Regions from separate parts of the Sus scrofa genome. Here regions 1, 3 and 4 are each linked to region 2. Evidence: chromatin contacts called from public Hi-C and HiChIP or PLAC-seq data. All regions are on one chromosome and are shown on one strand. Each heading gives the region's core, a stretch centred on a gene start, on an enhancer-like site or on the middle of the called end of the contact. The rest is flanking DNA. Distances are from core to core; before and after follow the strand shown.

Region 1 (2,700 bases), core at 7-2,506, 160 kb before region 2:
TCCAGCCCCAAGAACAACACCGCTCAGTGTGGACTGAGCTGCTGTCGAAGAAGGGGTCTGACAGAGTGTCAGCCGGGGTTCAGACTGGTTGGTTGGTAATGTTTTAGGATGTCCGATATTTGGAAAATGCTACTAATAGCCTCCTTTCCCCCGGCCTTCACCTCTTCCGTAGAAAGGGGGCATTAGAGGAGAAAATAACTATTTCCTTGTTCAGGAGATCTTTTTTTGTTGTTGTTCTCTCTCTTGGTAACTTATTGCTGGAGATACCAAGTAAGAGCAGTTTGAGTTGGATGCTCTGTTGCTGTCAGGTTACATCATCAGACCAATCAGAAGAGAGTTTCCTAGTAACAGAAGAGTGAGCTAGTGAGAGAGAGAGGGTGTGTGTGTGTGTGTGTGTGTGTGTGTGTGTTAGAGAGAGAGAGATCTTTATCAGGATCAAGAAGAAGAGGAGGAGGAAGAGGGAGGGGCACCTGGAGGGGAAAGTCTGTGGTTCATGATGATTCATCTCCAAGCCTCTGGATTCCGGGGACCGCTGCGCATCTGGAGAGGCTGCTCCGTCGGCGTTTGGACTCTGTGCCATGGGGAATGGCTGTGCAATACTCAGAAATAACTCCGCTGTCAGCCCTTGACCGTCTACTAGGAAACTATCCATTTCTCCAAGAGCACCTCAGACAGTAACTGGAAAGAGCAAGAACTCGTGTTCTCAGGAGCATTAGTCATCGAGAAGCAGTGTGATTAGTGGTACCTGGAAAATTCACATGCATTCACTGCAGTCGGCTTCTGGGGATACTTTTAATCAGGATCTGACATGGGCGGGATCCTTCATTCCCAGGGTACAGGCTGGGCTGCCCCCGGTGTCCTTTGCTAATAAAGGACCTCTCAGGCCGTGGGGCGATGGGGGAGTTCCTCGGTGGAGCCTTTCAACCTCCCCCCAGGGCGTGGCCGCCAGCTGCCGGACTGGTCTCGTCACTTGCATTCCTGCCTCCCGTAACCCACGCTCTGCACAGCAGCCAGGCTGATCTTCGAAAAATGGAAGTCGCGTGTTATTCTCCTGCTTCTGGTGCTCGAGTAGCCTCCTGTTGCTCTTAGCATCATGGGCGCGGAGCTCTTGGTCCTGCGCCTGCCCTCTGGCCCCTCTCACCCTAGCTCGAGTCACGGCAGCCTCCGGGAGCTTCTTTATGTTCTCAGAGTCAGCAAACCCTGACCTGCCAGTGGAATCCAGCCCGCAGCCTGTTTTTGTAAACAAAGCCTCCCTGGAACCCAGCCACCCGTGTCTCTCTGCTCACATGTTCTCTGTGGCACAACAGTAGCAGAGTTGAGCAGTGACACAGCGATGATGAGGCTTTTTCAGAAAAACTTGCAGACCGCTCTTCGGAAACCACAAGCTTCTCCCCATCTCGGGCCTTTACCCTCGTGTAATCCCCTGCCTGGCCGGCTCCTTTGGATTATTTAGGTTTCAGGTTTCCGAGCTCCCCGCCCCCCCTCCGCCCCGCCCCCTGCCAGTCTCTTGCGCCCCGCTCAGGCTTACTCTCTGTCTAGATGGTTCCTCCCCAAGAGCAGACTCTCATCCGCTTGTTCTGTCCTGTGGGCAGGGACCTGGCACCGTGTGTTTGTTCAGTGAGCCCACATCTTCAGCTACACAGGGGTCTGTGTCTCTTGCAGCCAGGGCTGCTTCCGCTTGGAGCAGCGGGCCATCAGAGGTCTTAGTCCCACACTTGCTCCTGGTCCACAGCGCATGAAGGTGCCAGAGGAGCATGAGCCACATGTGTGCAGGGGCGTATGGTGTGGATGTGGATTGAGCTGAGAGAGCGTAGCTGGCGGGGCAGGCCTGTGTCAGCACCTGCTTATATTTATCACATGCCTGCTGGGCTGGCATAGACTCCTGCATGTGTTTGCATAGCACCGGGGACACTGGTGCCATTCAGAAGGTTGGACATGGGTGTGACTCAGCCCAGCAAGTACTTCTGAGCATCTTCGACGTACAGAGCATTGAGCCGGGCCCACGTGGTAGCGCCAAAGGCCACAGACCCTGGAGTCAGGTGTCCTGAGTTCAGATCCACCTCTGTCGTGCACTGTCATTTGGGGCAAGACACTTAACTTCTCCAAGCCTCTGTTTCTCGTCAGTAAAACGAGAATACAGGCAGAGCCCTCTTCGAGGTCTTTCTGAAGGCAAGAAGAAGAGATGCAGGTGAAGCCCTTAGCAAAGGGCCCACTGCTTAGTGTGGGCTCGCCCCGGCCCGTTGTGCTGATCCTCCAGGAGCCTGTTTTCTGGTTGGATAAAGGATCGTGCCGTGGAAAAGCGCTTGGTCCCTGGGCTCAAACAAGCCAGGTGCAAATTCTGGTTCTACTGTTGGGACCTTGCACAAATGAATTTGCCTCTCTCCACCTTGATTTTCTCATCTGTGAAATGGGGGTAGTAATATGACAAGCTACGATCTTTAAGACCAAGTGAGTGAATATATGTTTAAATCTCTTAGTTCATGGCTGTTTCCAAGTCTCCATTTGTAGTTGTTCACCTCTGGTTTTGTTGTGTTTTTTAAATGTGCGACCTGCAGCATATGAAAGGTCCCAGTGCAGGGATCGAACCAGAGCCCCTGCAGAGACAGTGCCGAGTAGTTAGCATGTGAGCCATGAGCCACAGAGGAAGTCCTGTCGTTGTTCAATTCCATCATTGTGATTCACGAGTCGGCCGTCCACGAA
Region 2 (2,889 bases), core at 99-2,598:
ACGAAACGAACCCTCAAAGGACCTAATACCCCCGTTTACATTGCAAATAACCCTGTCCCAGTAATCGGCCTTAACGAACCATGGCCAGGGGTCTTAAGTGGCATTACAGGGCTGCAATTACCACGTCTGCAATCTCCCAGCGACAAACCAGCGCGTGTCACAAACCGCACCACGCAGCGAGTATGGCTGGGGAGGGTCTTTTCCTAAAGGGGGCCGCTTCCAAACGTCAGACGCGAAGGGATGCCGAGCGCCAAAGAACAAACCTTCGGAGGAGGGGGCGAAAGCAAGTGCGGGGTTCAAAGAGAAATGTGTGCAGACCTGTTGAGTTCTTCCCCCGACACGCCCACTTCCACCAGACAACGCCAGCCCGGCCCAAGTCTCCGAGGGGCAGGCTGTCAGCCCCCCGCATGTGTCCACGCGCGCACACACACAGACACACACACCCTGAGCGCCCGCCAGCAGGGAGACGCACTGGCACCTCGGCACAGACCCTGCTCGCGCTCGGGCGCTCTCGGTGGAGTGCAAAGACTCGGGCGAGTAGGATCCAGATGCGGCTCAGCGTTCACCCGCAAAGGGGATGTCCGGGAGGCCCTCCTGGGAGCGAAAAGCAAAGGGACGTGGGGGCCAACACACAGAGGCAAGGACGCCTGGCCAGGGAAGCCGAGGCTGGAAACCCGGGCGGCTCGACGAGGCTCCACTCGCTGCGAGCTCGGGTTCCTCCCCCTCGGCCCGGCCCGGGGACCGCGGCCCAGGGAGAGGAAGAGGCCAGCGCTGTCACCCGCCCGCTGCCCTTTCGTCACCACCACCGGGCCCTCGCTGGCCCCCACCCCCACTCCCCGCGGCTAATAAAAGTTTGCAGGCTCCGGCGGCGGCCCGGGAGCCGGCCCCCGAGCCCCAGCCCCGCACCTCGGGGGGCGAGCGCCCTCGCGGCCCCAGCCCCGGCCCCGGCCCGTCCTGCCTGCCGCTCCCCTCCCCTTACCTCTGCCCGCGGCGCCGCTCACCGCCGCCGTCCGCGGCTCCCACCGCAGCCGAGATAAACAACTTAGCGTGTGAAAGCAGGAGGAGCGGGAGCGATTTTTTTTTTCTTAAAAAAAAAGGAAGTAAACAGCCGCCCCCTTCTCCATGGGGGGAGGGGAGGGCCCCTAGCGAAGAAAGTCCCCCATTTCCCCGCTGACAAGCCGGCCCCCCGCCCCGCTCCGCCGGCCGGGGCTCCCGGGCGCGCGTCCTCGCTGCCGGCGCCCCGCCGCTCCAGCCGCTCCAGCCGCGGCGGCTCCTTCCACCCACGAGAACCCGTCCCCGACGGGCGGGCGGTGACTCGGGCTCCCGTCACAGACTCGAGCTCGCAAAATGGAGGAGGAGGAGGAGGAGGAGGGGAGGCAGCGCGGACACGCGAAAGGGCCGCCCGGCCGCGGCGAGCAAGCGGGACCGAGCTGGGGGCGGGCGGAGGCGGCGCCACGGCGCGTACACACTCGCACACACACGCGCTCCCACTCCACCCCCGGCCGCTCCCCGCCCGAGGGGCCGCGCGGCGGCGGCGGCGAACGATGCAACCTGTTGGCGACGCTCGGCAACTGCAGGGGCGGCCGTGGCCCCCGCCCCCACGCCCTCCGCGCCCGCCCCGCCGCCCCGGCCGCGACGGCGCCTGCACGCCGGCGGCCCCAGGCACGGCCCCCACCCAGGCAGCCCTCCGGCCGCGCGGGGCCGATCCCCGTCCCCCGACCCCCCCCCCCGCCCCAGGAAAAAAGAGGCGGCGGCGGCCGACCTGGTCTTTCTGGGACGGGCTCCGGAGGGAACCGAGTTTCTCTAGTTTCTCTTCGCCGCTCCTTCCCGCCCCCGCCCAGCTCTGCGACTCCGGACCCACTCCGGGGTTCGCCCTGTCCCTCGGCGGCCACCGCCGCCGGCGTCCCAGCGGGTGACAGCGGGCTGGCTGCGGGAGCCAGGGCGCGGCCCGCAGCACAGCCGCGGGGGTGGTCCGCGCCGTGGCCCCCGGGCCGAACTGTGCGAAGCGTGTCACTTCACACGGGGCTGCGGGGTTGCACGGAAACAGTGCCGCAGCGCGTCGGCCGCTTGCGGGACTGGAAGGCCAGACACGCCCTCTGGGGAGGCTTCGGGGAGCGGAGGGGGTCCGCGCATACGTACTCTGGGCCCGGGGAGAGTCGCGTGCCGGAGGGTCCCCCTCCCCCGCATCGTCTGGGCGGCCCACTCTGCAGCCGCCGCCGCTCGTTCGCACCCGGAGAGAAGTTGCAAAGCAGAACCCACCCTCCCCCGCGCCCCGACCGTCCCCCACCCTCTTCCCCGAGTCTGCGAGGCGGCGGCGGCGGCAGAAGAAGGCGCCGCCTGCCAAGTTCAACCCCCAGCCCGCCCTCCCTCCCTCCTAGCGCGCTCACACTTGAAGGAAGTTGCACGCCAAATGCAAAACCTCCGGCGAACTAGATTTCTTTGCACTTTTTAATTATTTTTTAAAGGAAAGCAGGAGGTGGCAGGCCCCAAATCAAGTTGCAGGCGAAACAGTAAGTTGCTTGCAAAGTACACCCTCCTCCCCCCGCCAACCCCGCAACTCCTGACCTCTCTTTCCACCCCCTCCAGGGCCCGCATCCAAGTTTCCCGTGGAGGCCCCTCGCCCCCGAATCTTGACATTTGCTGCACTCTCCTCAAAGCGTCGCCCACCCTTTCGTGTTCGTGGGACCCCTGCCCCTCCAAATAAAACAGAACACACGCAGCTTTAAAATGTCAGCATTAAACTCCTTCCAGCTGTGCCCGTTAGGCGCCTCCTCCTCGGCTCGAAGGAAACACGTGGCCCTTCCCCAAAGAGAGGGGCGTGCGGTGAGGGGTGTCCGCGCGGGAGGCCCCCTCCCCAGCCCCCTTCCCCGGCCCGCCGCGTCCAGAGGG
Region 3 (2,700 bases), core at 48-2,547, 220 kb before region 2:
CCAGCCCACTTCAATCCTTTCTATCTAGAAAGCCTTTGGTGGGTTACCTGTGGCCAAGAGTCTTTGCAGCCTCTCCCATTAAGAGGCGGAGTCCTTGAATCTAGGTGGGCCTTTACCCTCTGACTGTTTTGACCAACTCTAAGCCCAGGCCCTCTTGGACCCCAGATGCCATGTCAAGAGCCCAGGCCAGCCTACTCAAGGACGGAGGACGACTAGCAAGAGGGCCTGCGGCCCCAGCCAAGCCCGACACCCCCAGCCACGCATCAGTGGATACAACCACATGAGTGAGTCCAGGAAAGACCAACAGAAAAGCTGCCCAATTAACCCACAGATTCGTGGCAAAGAATACACCAGGGTTGTTTCAAGCTGCTGAATGTAGGCCAGTTCTCTCAGCGATAGTTAACTGACCCAAGTCAGAGTCACAGGCAGCTGCCTTGGGATGGGGCTGGGGCTGGGCTGCGCAGGAAGGTAGAAGCCATGGGAGCTTCTCGCTGTAGCACAGTGGTACGTGGAGATTAGCCCTTCCATTTGCAGAATCTTCTTTGAAAGAAAATGACTCATAAATGAGATTCTAAGAAGTTAGGAAACAAAACAAAACCCACAGCTAATGGCTGAGGCAACAAGAAAGATAGTTCTAACATTGGCGTGCAAAGCCGGAAAGCCTGGGTTTGATCCTGGCACCACCAGTGACTGTCCATCCGGTGACAGTCCTTGGCCCTAAGCCTTCCCCTGAAGGCGGAAGGAGTGGGGCTGACCTGTCCCTGAGAATGGAGATGCTTCACCGGGTGCTCACGGAGGGCTGCAGAACTAGAAGCCACTCTCCTCTCCCAGTGACAAATAGCGTTGGCATCAGGCCACCGCTTTTCTGGAAGATCTTGATTTTTAAGGAGGAAGTAAACAAATGCTGAGAAAGAAGTCAGGGGATGTCCCATGAGGCACTAAAGATACTGCAGTAATTCCCCCAAATTAAAAACCACGAGGGGGATGCTTTTTTCTGACCGCTGGGGTAGGGGTGGCGGGGCTTGTTAGGATTAAGAGAAGGCGGTGAGGACAGAGCACGGTTCCAGCAGTGGAGGAACCCAGCCTTGGAGTTCTCCCTGCCTAAGTGGTCCCCACCCCTAAAAAATAACTCACTGCCCAGTAGCCCCATAAATGAAACTAATTTTTCTCATCCTTTCCGCTTAACACACACACGCATTTGCAAGTTATTTCTGGTGACCTAAAAGCTGTGTGCATGCCAAATGCCTTCACACGCTGCCAGAGTCAACCGTCCCGTCCGGTTTTAGTGGCCAGTGAGCGGCTAGAGCACAGGCCCTGGAATTCAGAGGATAAACAAGGCCCGCTTCCAGGCGGAGCTGTTTCTCTGGAGCGCCGTTGGCTCCTTCTGAATTTGATTCGGCGACTCTCAGATGCAACCTGGGGCGAGCTTTTGCCTGGGGAGAGAGAGCTCCAATTTTACTTATGGTTTACCTGTTCAGGCGAGATTCGCTCAACAAAAATGGTTGGAACACTGGCTGTGGGCCCAGCGTCATTCTGCGTGCTGAAGAAAGGGTGACTTAAAGAAAAAAGAAATTAGATGGCGCTCTTGTTGTGGCTTAGTGGGTTAAGAACCCAACTTAGCGTCCTTGTGGATGCAGGTTCGATCCCTGGCCTCGCTCGGTGGGTTAAGGATCCGGCATGGCTGTGGCTGTGGCTGTGGCACAGGCCAGGGCGGCAGCTCCAATTCAGTCCTAGCCCGGGACCTTCCATCTGCTGCGGGTGTGGCGCTAAAAAGAAAGAAAAAATTAGAGTTTCTGCTCTCATTGATTTTATATTCTTGTGGAGACAGAAGGAAGTCAGTGTCTCGTATATCAGATGTTGAGAAGTTGAGCTTCGGGGGGCCTCTCCCACACTGTCCTTTCTGCCCCTCTGTTCCCCCAATCCTGATGTGTATGTTTCAGGTGCTAAGAGATGGTCCAGGCTGTTCTTCTGCCCATCTTCCCCCACCAGCCTCCTGTCTTGACAGCCTGGAGCTCTCTGGCAGTCCCTGAAAAGGAGGAACGTCTCCTCCGGAGGCAGGTGGTGCCCACCTTCAACCTGGACCCGCTGGGGTAGGTAGGCAGGCGTGTTCCTGAAACTTTCAGAAACCTCTGCATCCCACGGGGTACCTGATAAGCTGCATGCCTACCTGTTATTTATTGAGACCACATGAATCACTAAATGAATAATATGCATTAGACAAGGGATAACTCACGGCCTCTGTTTTAAAAGGAATTTTACCCATCTAAGTGCTATTTGATGCCAAAAGAGTTACACCCAAACAGGCAGCTGTGATTTCGCTGCAGGGATCTCTGTTTGTCGTTCTTTGGGATGCAGGGATTTGAAAGAGGTTGTTTTCCTGGGCGGTTGGATCCGTTTTCTGTGGGAGAGGGCTTTCCCTGTGAGAGCGATCCTGCTTCTTATGCAGCTTTTGCTGAAAAGATCCCTTCAGACAGTTTTGCCTGAAAACCTGGTGGGTGCTTCCCACCTGGAGAAAGAGCTGGAAAGCATGATAATTTTCATAGGGAATCGTTTGCCTGTGCTTCCTGCTCCTCACAACCCGCACGGTGCTTCCAGCCTGCTCCTTCGGGGTCATGTCTTGGCCAAGCCTGGAATCATCCCTCTTACCCCTCGGACTCTGAGGCCACCACCGCCACACTTTCTCCACGTGCCAGGCCCCGC
Region 4 (2,718 bases), core at 63-2,562, 250 kb after region 2:
GGTTGGTAGATGCAAACTAGAACATTTAGAATGGATAAGCAACGAGACCCTACCGTAGAGCATAGGGAACTGTATTCGATCTCTTGGGATACAACATGATGGAAGATGACATGAGAAAAAGAACATATGTGTGTGTGTGTGTAAATATATATATATCTGTATATATGTATATGTATATATATATATAGTTTGTTGTGTAGCAGAAATTGGCACATTATACTTTAATTTTAAAAACAGCTTATATTTTTATGAAATGTATACTGCTTGACAGGTGCCACTATAAGTATAAATAGCATCATTCCTAATTTACAGATGAAGAAACTGAGGCTTTGGAGCTATTGGATCAGAGAGATAGAAAGGGGTGGACCTGGGGAACCCAGTGCTCACTGGCCCAAGTGGGTCAGGTGCCTTTTGGGAATCACCTCTATGATGAGATGGATCAGAAACCCTGGCTGATGAGACCCAGTCTCATACACACTCCTTCCTGTGTTTGGCAGAGGACAGAGAGTAGTGAGGAAACAGGTGTGTCCCAGCAAAAATGCATTTCATAAAACACGGAGAAGAGAAGTTGCTTCATGCTTTGTATGTAGCAGGGGCTGGCCATGAGCCCCTCCCCCTACATGCCCCCTTCTCCCCCACCCCGACCAAACCCTTTAAGCATCTCTTGAAAGCTGCTATGAACTGAGGAATATATTTAAAATAGCTGGTCTCAAACCAATAAGGAGAATAAAGAAAGAAGCATAAACATTCTTTGAGGGAGTTCCTATTGTGGCTCAGTGGTAATGAAACTGTCTAGTATCCATGAGGACAAGGGTTTGATCCCTGGCCCTGCTCAGTGGGTTAAGGATCTGGCATTACCATGAGCTGTGGTGTAGGTCACAGACGCAGCTCAGATCTGGTGTTGCTGTGGCTGTGGTATAGGCCGGCAGCTGCAGCTCCTATTTGACCCCTAGTCTGGGAATTTCCATATGCCATGGGTGCAGCCCTAAAAAAAAAAAAAAAAAAAAAAAAAAAAAAAAAAAAAAAAAAAAAATTCTTTTGAGCACAGAACAGAGATCACTAAGTCCAGGCAGTGAACTCTGCATATGTGACTAAGAAGGGAGTTCCTTCCATCTCACCCAGAAACCATTTTTGGTTTGATATCAAGTCATTATCGTAAGCTTGGTTATGTGGCTTAACCAACCAACCCCACCCCAACCAACAAAGGAACGAAGGGCATTCCCTGGTCCCTGGGGCAGCATGTCCCCTTCGTGTTGCTGTACTCTCTCACCTCCAGCCAGCAGGGGCAGACAGCCTGGGACATAAATCCTAGTCCTGTTGCTCTGGGACCTTTAAGCCTCCTTCAGTGAGTCAAGCACAACAGATTTCACAGTAATAGCGCCAGTGTTCCCAGGATAATTTTCATTCCATTTTAAACTGTAATGGTTGCAAGAGCAGTAAGTATGCTCAGCTAGTGCAGCCGCACAGCTTGGATATTGTACTTGGCTCTACTAAACTGGATCAGGGGAGTGCCTGCCAACTTGTGATTTGCAGATGGGTCGGGTAGACAGAACTGGGTAACTCCCTCTCCACCCACCAGCTTTGTCCTGCTCCCAGTCTCTCTCGTCACTGTGCTGCATGGAAGGTCCCGGTATTGCCCAGAGTAAATGTGCCCCCTTCTTGGTTCAGGCAAACAAGAGTGGGTGGTCTCTCTCTGGCTGTTTCCTATCCATAGAGACACTCTCTCTATTCCAGTAACGTGCCTAGTGCTAAGGTGGATCCACATGGATAAAAGTAGACTTAAGAGAGAAGTGGCTTTTCAAGAGCAGAAAGAGCGAAAAAGACTCTCACATATCTTGAGGGAGACTTTGGGGACCCTGTGTATCTTCGGGCACCCAGCAGCAGTGAGTGTCAGGGGTGAAAGCTGGGGTTTAGGTCTGGCCAATTTGGGTGCTGATCCCAACTCTGTGTGTGCCACCCTGTGTCCTGGGACAATTTAGTTTTCCTCAGCTATAAAATGGGGATATTACCGGTACCGACAGCCCAGGTGGCTGGGAGTCTCCATTAAGATAATCTGTGCAAAGGGCTTAGTAGTGAGTCAACCCCCAGAATTTCCAGGTATCCCAGAAATGCGAACTCCCATGGTTATTATTATCATAATTGTTACGATTATTAGTAGCTATATAGGTAACATAAGAGTGTTAAGAATGTTCCCTCTTTGAACAACGTCAGGTTGTTCGGTCAGTAGTTTTTGTTTTCTTTTCTGATGTGGAAAGACAAAAAACCACAAGACTATATTTGGAGTTTGACAGTCCTGGAGTTAAGCCTGAATCTGATTATTTATTAACAGCCTGATTTCAGAATTGCTGCTTTCTGAGTCTCAAGTTTCCTCCAAGTAAAATCTCAGTTAATTCACCTTAAACATGGAATAACAAAGTAGCCAAGTCAGAGGAAGCTGGCTTTTTTTGTTGGTTTGTTTTTTTCTCCCCCTTTCTTTTTTGTTCTTGTTTTTGGCTGTGGCTCTGGCATGTGGAAGTTTCTGGGCTACGGATTAAACCCGTGCCACAGCTGTGAGGCGGATTCTAAGTCTGCTGAGCCACCTTGGAACTTTGGGAGGAAGCTGGTTTTGATGATTAGGTACACCGTAAACACTCGGTGATGTTACTGATAATTATTGTTAAATATATTTGAATTCCCATTAGGTAGTTTTCTTTGACTTACTCTTGAGGTGAATAATGT

Evidence for each region. Hi-C and Micro-C count contacts between places; a contact is called where the count stands out from the background. HiChIP or PLAC-seq counts read pairs in DNA pulled down with a chosen protein or histone mark.
Region 1: a contact with region 2 is called in an H3K27ac HiChIP or PLAC-seq map of skeletal muscle. The contact joins the enhancer-like site here to the promoter of NR3C1 in region 2. A contact is called at or near these places in 1 of 5 promoter capture datasets (liver), 13 of 47 Hi-C or Micro-C datasets (embryonic fibroblasts, fetal heart ventricle, fetal skeletal muscle and 6 more) and 1 of 2 datasets of contacts at active chromatin or transcription factors (skeletal muscle).
Region 3: an H3K27ac HiChIP or PLAC-seq map of skeletal muscle shows a contact between it and region 2. The contact joins the enhancer-like site here to the promoter of NR3C1 in region 2. A contact is called at or near these places in 9 of 47 Hi-C or Micro-C datasets (alveolar macrophages, embryonic fibroblasts, fetal heart ventricle and 6 more) and 1 of 2 datasets of contacts at active chromatin or transcription factors (skeletal muscle).
Region 4: a Hi-C map of embryonic fibroblasts shows a contact between it and region 2, with 5 times the contacts expected there. The contact joins the enhancer-like site here to the promoter of NR3C1 in region 2. A contact is called at or near these places in 5 of 47 Hi-C or Micro-C datasets (embryonic fibroblasts, liver and skeletal muscle) and 2 of 2 datasets of contacts at active chromatin or transcription factors (alveolar macrophages and skeletal muscle).

What each region holds. Positions count from the first base shown.
Region 1 is chr2:144,766,310-144,769,009 of Sscrofa11.1, forward strand. All of the region lies in intron 22 of ARHGAP26 (rho GTPase-activating protein 26), which reads left to right. Among named protein-coding and RNA genes, the nearest start is that of NR3C1, 160 kb to the right of the region's middle. Within about 2 kb of position 1,257, at least 33 of the 83 cell types and tissues checked have an H3K27ac peak or open chromatin away from gene starts, as enhancers often do. A contact at or near this core is called in embryonic fibroblasts, fetal skeletal muscle, liver and 3 more, where this site is marked.
Region 2 is chr2:144,928,349-144,931,237 of Sscrofa11.1, forward strand. NR3C1 (nuclear receptor subfamily 3 group C member 1) reads right to left here and starts at 1,349. Exons shown (of 10, transcript NM_001008481.1): 1 at 980-1,349.
Region 3 is chr2:144,705,569-144,708,268 of Sscrofa11.1, forward strand. The region is part of intron 20 of ARHGAP26 (rho GTPase-activating protein 26); the gene reads left to right. Among named protein-coding and RNA genes, the nearest start is that of NR3C1, 220 kb to the right of the region's middle. Within about 2 kb of position 1,298, at least 24 of the 83 cell types and tissues checked have an H3K27ac peak or open chromatin away from gene starts, as enhancers often do. A contact at or near this core is called in alveolar macrophages, mesenteric adipose tissue, retroperitoneal adipose tissue and 2 more, where this site is marked.
Region 4 is chr2:145,177,324-145,180,041 of Sscrofa11.1, forward strand. No RefSeq gene overlaps it. Among named protein-coding and RNA genes, the nearest start is that of NR3C1, 250 kb to the left of the region's middle. Within about 2 kb of position 1,313, at least 17 of the 83 cell types and tissues checked have an H3K27ac peak or open chromatin away from gene starts, as enhancers often do. A contact at or near this core is called in embryonic fibroblasts, liver and skeletal muscle, where this site is marked.